2 separate regions of the Zea mays genome follow, and region 2 is linked to region 1. The links are chromatin contacts, called in public Hi-C maps. All regions are on one chromosome and are shown on one strand. The core of a region is the stretch at or near the end of the contact, and the rest is flanking DNA. Distances in the headings are between cores, read along the strand shown.

Evidence for each region. A called contact is a pair of places that touch in the nucleus more often than the background predicts.
Region 2: a contact with region 1 is called in a Hi-C map of ear, with 2.1 times the contacts expected there. The contact joins the promoter of LOC100217227 here to the promoter of LOC103644647 in region 1. A contact is called at or near these places in 2 of 25 Hi-C or Micro-C datasets (ear and leaf).

What each region holds. Positions count from the first base shown.
Region 1 is chr1:59,259,187-59,262,659 of Zm-B73-REFERENCE-NAM-5.0, forward strand. LOC103644647 reads right to left here and starts at 1,693. Exons shown (of 12, transcript XM_035961425.1): 1 at 1,202-1,693. The coding sequence starts at 1,693.
Region 2 is chr1:59,565,096-59,568,568 of Zm-B73-REFERENCE-NAM-5.0, forward strand. It overlaps LOC100217227, which reads left to right and starts at 1,720. Exons shown (of 9, transcript NM_001143583.1): 1 at 1,720-1,998; 2 at 2,339-2,541; 3 at 2,632-2,716; 4 at 2,834-2,901. The coding sequence starts at 2,377.

The DNA.
Region 1 (3,473 bases), core at 443-2,942:
CTTATATTATCATTCAATTTGTGATATATATCTTTTTTTTTATTTTCAGTGTTGTGGGTAATCATGTCATCGAGAAGACATCCATCTGGAAGTTAAAAAAAAGGAAAAAATGTGTGGATGATCTCATAGACTCATAGAGAGGAGCTATTGACAAGTTTTTCAAGAGCAATATCAGTGCTTCGACGAATCCAAATGATGTGTATGCGTTGGCAATAGTTCCTGTGGGGGCAGAGGAACTAACCAATGGCAATTCTATAGAAGAAGAAGAACAAGTTGATATCAACGCCGATGATAACAATGTAAGTGATCATGAGAATATATCTAATTCATCAGATGCACATGCACAATTTGATAATCTTTAAAACATGGAATAGAACTATTTTTTATTGAATGTTCATTAATATGTGTTTATATACAGAAATAGAGAGACTATATTATATATATATATATATATATATATATATATATATATATATATATATATATATATATATATATATATATATATATATATATATATATAGGGCCTCCATATTAGATTTCGCTCCAGGCCCCCAAACAGTCAGAAACGGCCCTGACTCTTGCCCGCGTGTAACCCCTACTACGAGCTTTGATCATCAATGGTGTTGATAGCGTAAGCCACTGATAACTAGAATTAGGGACATTCTATCCGAACCAATATAAATTTTGCGCCCACCGTGCACACCGTCCGGAGCCCGGAACGCGCACAATAAATTTACTTGTCGGATCTAGGTTCGAAACACTGTGTTGATGAAGCCATGAAAATGCTTGGACAAATTTAGAGTATTTGATAGAGTGTTTGGCTGTGGGATTTTTTTTTACTGGATGCCTTACTCGATCTGTGTAGCGCTTCATTTACCGTTCGTCGACACTGCGCATAGCTTTAACGTGGACAAAAACACGCATGGCTAACAGTCCCGTCCACAGTACTAGGACGCTGAATGTGCAGAGCTCAGAGCGCTCACTGAACCAAAGCAGGCCCACTGATGAAGTATTGAAGCGCCAAGCCTGACCGTACAAATCTCCCAAAACCTCTCTGGCGAATAATTTGGCTGTTGGGGCAGCTCTGCTTACCGAAGTGAATTGCGCCTCTACCGCACCGAATTCAGCGGCACAGGAAGCCCGCCGCCGAATTAAACGAGGAAGGAGGGTGCCAGGCGGCCAGGCCTGGGGTACTCACAATATAGGAGAACGCGACGTCGGGGTCGACGAAGGCCTCGCCGTCGGCGTCGGAGCAGGCCTCCCCCTCCTCCAGCTCCTCGGTGTCGCCCGCCACCCTGCGGCCCCGGGGCCCCGCGCACTCCCGCTGCGCTCCTCGCAGCGACTGCATCCCGCGGCCCACAAGCTGCACCAGCACGCTCCTTCCGAGCTCCGGCGAAGGTTCTCTCACGGTCACGGAGAGGTTTCGTCCCGTCGACGTCTCGATCGAGGTTGGCCGTGTCGCGTTGTTTGGGCGTAGTGCAGTGGCCGTGTCGCGTTGGTAGGTTGGCCGGCCGTGTCGGGACGGTGAAGGTGGGCGCGGCCTGTTTGTGGGTTGCGTCTCCTCGTCGCAGTAGCTGTTTTTCCCTCTCTCCGGCCTCTCCCGCTCGTCCGCGGTTCCACTGATCCCTCCCGCTGTTGTTTTGCTTTGGGTGATGCGGCCAGCGGCGGACGGAACCGGCCGGAAGAGCATAAGTGCATAACAAGAGTCATGCCGACCGCGTGGCGCCGTCACGTGGCTAAAATGAGCCGACGATCGCACGGCCCGCGAACGGCCCAATGCGCGGGCGCACCAGCCCATAAGGATGGGTAGATTCTTGACCAAATTCTCTAGGTGCCATCAAAACATATACAACGATTGGTTGTACACGCTTGCCACGAGCGTGTGCATGCATATGATTAATGATGACTTGTACCGGCCGAGCATAGCCTGCATGTGCAGGCGCAGCCTAGTTATTTTCCTGTCCGGAGTACGAGTGATTTTGATTCACGTCCCGTGTGTTTGGTTGACTGTATTTATTGGTATCGTAGGATGCAATGAGGTGGTGTTTGGTTGTTGTCAACCAGGCTCTACGCGTGCGAGGTGTGTGTTTGGTTGCCTGCGTGTAGATGTAGAGTCATGCTCGTACGGTACTCAAAGCACCTTAGACCAGGCTCTCTAGGCGTAAGGAAATTGGTCGCATCTCTGGAGTCAGGCTTCCGCCAGCCTGGCTCATGCAGCCAAGCTACGGAGAGAAGTCAACCAAACCGGTCAGTCAAGTGCAGGAGAGATTTCATACTTTCCGTTGAAATCTGATACCTACAAACATAATGGGCATTTGCCTGGCAACCAACATAGTTTAGGCACAACGAACTTACAATCGCTTCGCTTGTCCGTATATCCTTTTTTTGATTGAACTTTTTATGTGCAGTAATAAATAAACAAACATACTAATGCAAAAGCATGCACACAAAAAAAAAGGTAAGCAGGAACTGTGTATGTTTGCAGAAGAATTGAAATATTTGCGAAGATCTTCAACGACAGCTTCGGCCTCCACTTCCTAAAATTCAAATCAGTCATTCGACTTGCAGAGTTGCGGTCGGCCTTGGATCGTCTTGCTACTATATGCTTCACCTCTCCTTGAGGAATGAAATGCAAGTATGTTGGCATGCTGTGAAATTAGTTCATTTTTCTTTTGGAAAATAAAGTTCCAAAACTAGCCTTTACAAAGTTCTCAAAGTTCAAATCGTGGAGTTTTTTGCCATAGAAAGGTCGTATATGGTTTGCTATAGCACATAGCAGGCGCGCGTGCACAGCACACACACAAATTAGTACGTGAACGATGGAATCTGCGTGCTTGTGCAGGGCACCATGTAGATCGGAGTGGCTTTCAATCTCTGTTGTGGCTTTAATTTAGTTAGGAGTGCTGAGTGGCCTTTATCATGGGATGATATATAGTAACACTAGTGGATCTTACTAATTAAGCTGTAGTATATATTAGTATATACCCTAGCCTTTAATTTGATCTGAGACTGACAGCGAGCGAGCCATGAACGCTTCGGATGCATCTATCTCTATCTCTGTATAGTAGTGGGTGCGGTGTTGAGCCATTGCGGCAACACCCAAAGGAAGGAGAAGGACGAAAGGGCATGAAGAGACGGTGGACGATATCGACAAGGACACATATATCCACCCAAAAAAATCACTCGGAGTAATATAATAATTTAATTATTATTTACTAATAGTGCGCAATCTCATCTCCAACAAAAGCGGAATGCAACAAGCATGCTCTCTGATCGGCAGAGATGAAAGAAGACGTGGATACACGAAATAATTAAGGCAGATACATGGGCTACCTGGCTAAGTGGCTACCTAGCTAGCATGCTTAATTTATCGGAGCGCCGGAGAGATTACGTAATAAACTAATCAATAACACCGTACGGACATCCACTCCGGCTATCAATCATGTATAACAAAGTTTAACCGGCTTTCG
Region 2 (3,473 bases), core at 470-2,969, 310 kb after region 1:
AACTATAACTACAAGTAAAATAAGCACTTAACTCCTATAGAAATGAGAAAGAAGAGAATGAGGAAGGATGAGAAAAGGAAGCAACACCTGAATTTGTGAATATGAGCAAAGAAATTTTATACCCCCAAATTCAGGGTGTTACAATGGAGATCAACCGTCGGACAACTGTTCCATATGTAATATGGGACAACAAACCCTGAATTGATATTCTAGGGTCGTTTATGTCGCAACTAATCTCCTCACAAGCTCGAGCGAAAATCTTATCAAAAGATGGTCTTTCATCGAACAACATGGTCACGATCTTCATACCATCAAAAGTAACATTCTCATAAGCATCTATCTCCACCCTTCCTCCATGGTATAGTGTTACTAGGCTATCCATCTATTGCAAAATGGATTACTAACTCAATAATGGCTATATACTTAAGCCTAAAAACTTACTAAGTAATAAATATATATTAACTAATAACTATATAGTAAATATTAAATGAACACATCAAACGAAATTACATAATCTATGAATAATGTACGAAAACAATGTATACCTGAGATCGCGTACGAGTCCAGCTAACGGTGGAGAAGGTCAAGTCGGATGAACACCTACGTACAAAAAAAACTATTGTCAATAAAAAATTTGGCAGCACCTCCCCTGTAAAGTGATGTTTATAGAACCTGCAAATAAACGACAACATGATGGTTGCCAACACAGAAAACATGTAATATCAATGTGCTAAACAAAATGCTAACTATATAATCACTAAGAATTTACTAAACACTAACAATATGCTAAGCAAGAAACTAGCTAACTATTTTAATAAACACTAACAAGAAAATAAATATCTAACTATTTACTAAACAATAAATAAGTGGATAGCTAACTAATTACTAAACACTAACAATAGCTAACAATTTAATAACTAAGTAATTAAAAACAAAAAAAAATTACCTGGCGGCAGTGGCCGGGGCGGGAGCTGGCGCGGTGGCGCGGTGGCCGGGCCGGGGCGGGAGCTGGCGTGGTGCCAGGCGCGCGGCGGCCGGCGCTGGCGAGCTCGGCGGGCGGGGCGAGCGAGCGCGGTCGTCGAAGCTCGGCGGGCGGGGAGGGCGGAGCTCGGCGGTGGTCGGGAACAGCGGCGGCTAGGGCGCGTAGAAGCTGAAAAGTAACAGAGAAGAAACACAGAGAAAAGGGGATTGTGGTTAATTCCTAGCTCGGCGCCAAGATCTGTGGCGCCGAGCTAGGTGCCATGCGGACATCCACGTCACCCCTGCCCGCCATGGCCACGTCACAGCTTGGCGCCATAGGCTGTGGCGCCGAGCTGTGTTACCTCGGCGCCACAGCCTATGACGCCGAGCATCGGATCCAAACGTGTAAATAAAATTTGTGGGGGTCCAAACGTAGATTTGTGTCATAAAAGGGGCTAAAAACAAAAAATTCGGCCGAATTACCCGTACTCAAACTCCATGTCCCCACCTCTGGAACGACCCACCGGCCAGGTGCCACCTCCCGCGGGCCGCGGCCCATGAGTCCATGAGAGTATGAGACATGTCCCTGAGTCCTTGACGGCCTGACCTCGAGCCCAACAAAGCAACTCAGGCATCCACCTACGCGCCTGCTCTACCCTAGTGGGCATTCCTGCCGGCTGCCGACTGCCGTCCCGGCATCCTGTTGTTGCCCATCTCATCGCCCGCGGCCGGCCGCCCAGTGCCGCACAACCACCATATCTCCCTCACAGTCACAGCCTCACTCCATGACGCTCGTTGCCTGCCAGCCAGCCTAATCTATAAGCTCATCGCCGTCGAGGCAGTGCCCAGCTGCTCTCTTCTATTTCTACAAGCGGTCAGGTAGTATTATTAGTATGTTGTATGGCTAATGGCTAATGGCTAATGGCCGATGGCCTGCGAGACAACACCAACTGCGCCGAGCTGCCGCAGACAACACCAACTGCACACTGCTGCATAGGAGGTCAGGAGAAGGCGCTCCAGCGCAGCACGGCAGCAGGGGTACGGACTGATTGAAATTTTCCTTTCCTAAATTGCAAACGCTTGTACGAATCGAGAAGATGGGAGCAGCAGTGCAGCACTACCGTCTCTCCCTGGAGGTGTTCGATGAAATGCCTAAGCTAAGATTATATGCCAAATTCAGTTCTGAATATCTGATTTTCTGCTGCACTGCAAGGTTTAAACCGATCTTAGTTCTGGCATGTGTAAGTATAAGGCAGTGTTGGATGTGCTAGCTGTTCAGTTCATATTTTTATGTTCCTGTCTGGTTCACTGTGGTGTATTTCAAGAACAGATTTGTCTTGCTTTCAAGACATTGACATCTGATTTTTTGGCTCATTAGATTTCTGGACGGATCTGATTGAATAAACCGTGAAGGAGATGCCCTGGAATAGATTCATGCCCTTCCTTTCAAAATGTTGTACTTCTACCGTTCAGACATCTTCATCATATTCATCTTTTTCCTCGTCCTTCTCCCCGATACAACCATGGTTATTTGTGGGTCTTGGCAACCCTGGTGAGAAGTATCAATCCACCAGGCACAACGTAAGTTGCACATCTCATCTTGTATCTCAAAATTTCTCAATATCATGGTACTTATGTTCGTATTTTTTCTTGCAATTTGTTTGCTCACAGGTGGGTTTTGATATGATAGATGCATTTGCGCAATCCCAGGGTATACCCCTGACTACACATTACTTCAAAGCACTCTTTGGTGAAGGTTTGGCGCCATTTACGCACCCTGAGAAAGAATATCACTCCTCATATTTTGTGATACATGTTTTTGTTTCTTAGCACAAAGGGTTAAATGAATGTGTTGTCCGCGCCATTGATTCAGGGATGGTTGATGGAGTCCCTGTTCTTCTTGCCAAGCCCCAGACTTATATGAATCTCAGTGGAGAATCTGTAAGTGACACTTCTGGGCGTGTTTCCTAGTTCTCCTGCCTTGTACTATTCTATTCTTGCATACTTTGTTTCTTTCACTGATTTTCTGTGGTATGGGCATTAATTTAGCTGATGCAACTAAATGCTATCCGATGTTTCACCTGCTACCTCTTGAATTTGAGGTCCCATTGCACATGTAATGATGTAAACTTAGGGTCTGTTTGGTTGGGCTGTGGCTGTGGAAAAAGTTGCTGTGGGCTGTGAGCTGTGGAAAAAGCTGCTGTAGGCTGTGTGCTGTTAAAAAGCTAAAAATCGTTTGGTGGAAACCACTAAAAGTCGTTAAAAGTTCTTCGATATATGTTTTCACAGTTCCATCCAAAAGCCACTAAAAGCAGGTCCAGGGGTGCTTTCAGTTTTGCACTACGAGAAAGTCGGCTTTTAGAAAAAGCTGCTTCCTGGATCCAGCCCTTTGGTTGGCTTTTGGCTTTTAGGGGGCAAAAGCCAAAGCCAAAAGCCAAACCAAACACACCCTTAACCATGTGTTCTGTTTATTGATAGTAATCTTGATGCATTATGGGTTTCTGATTATGTAT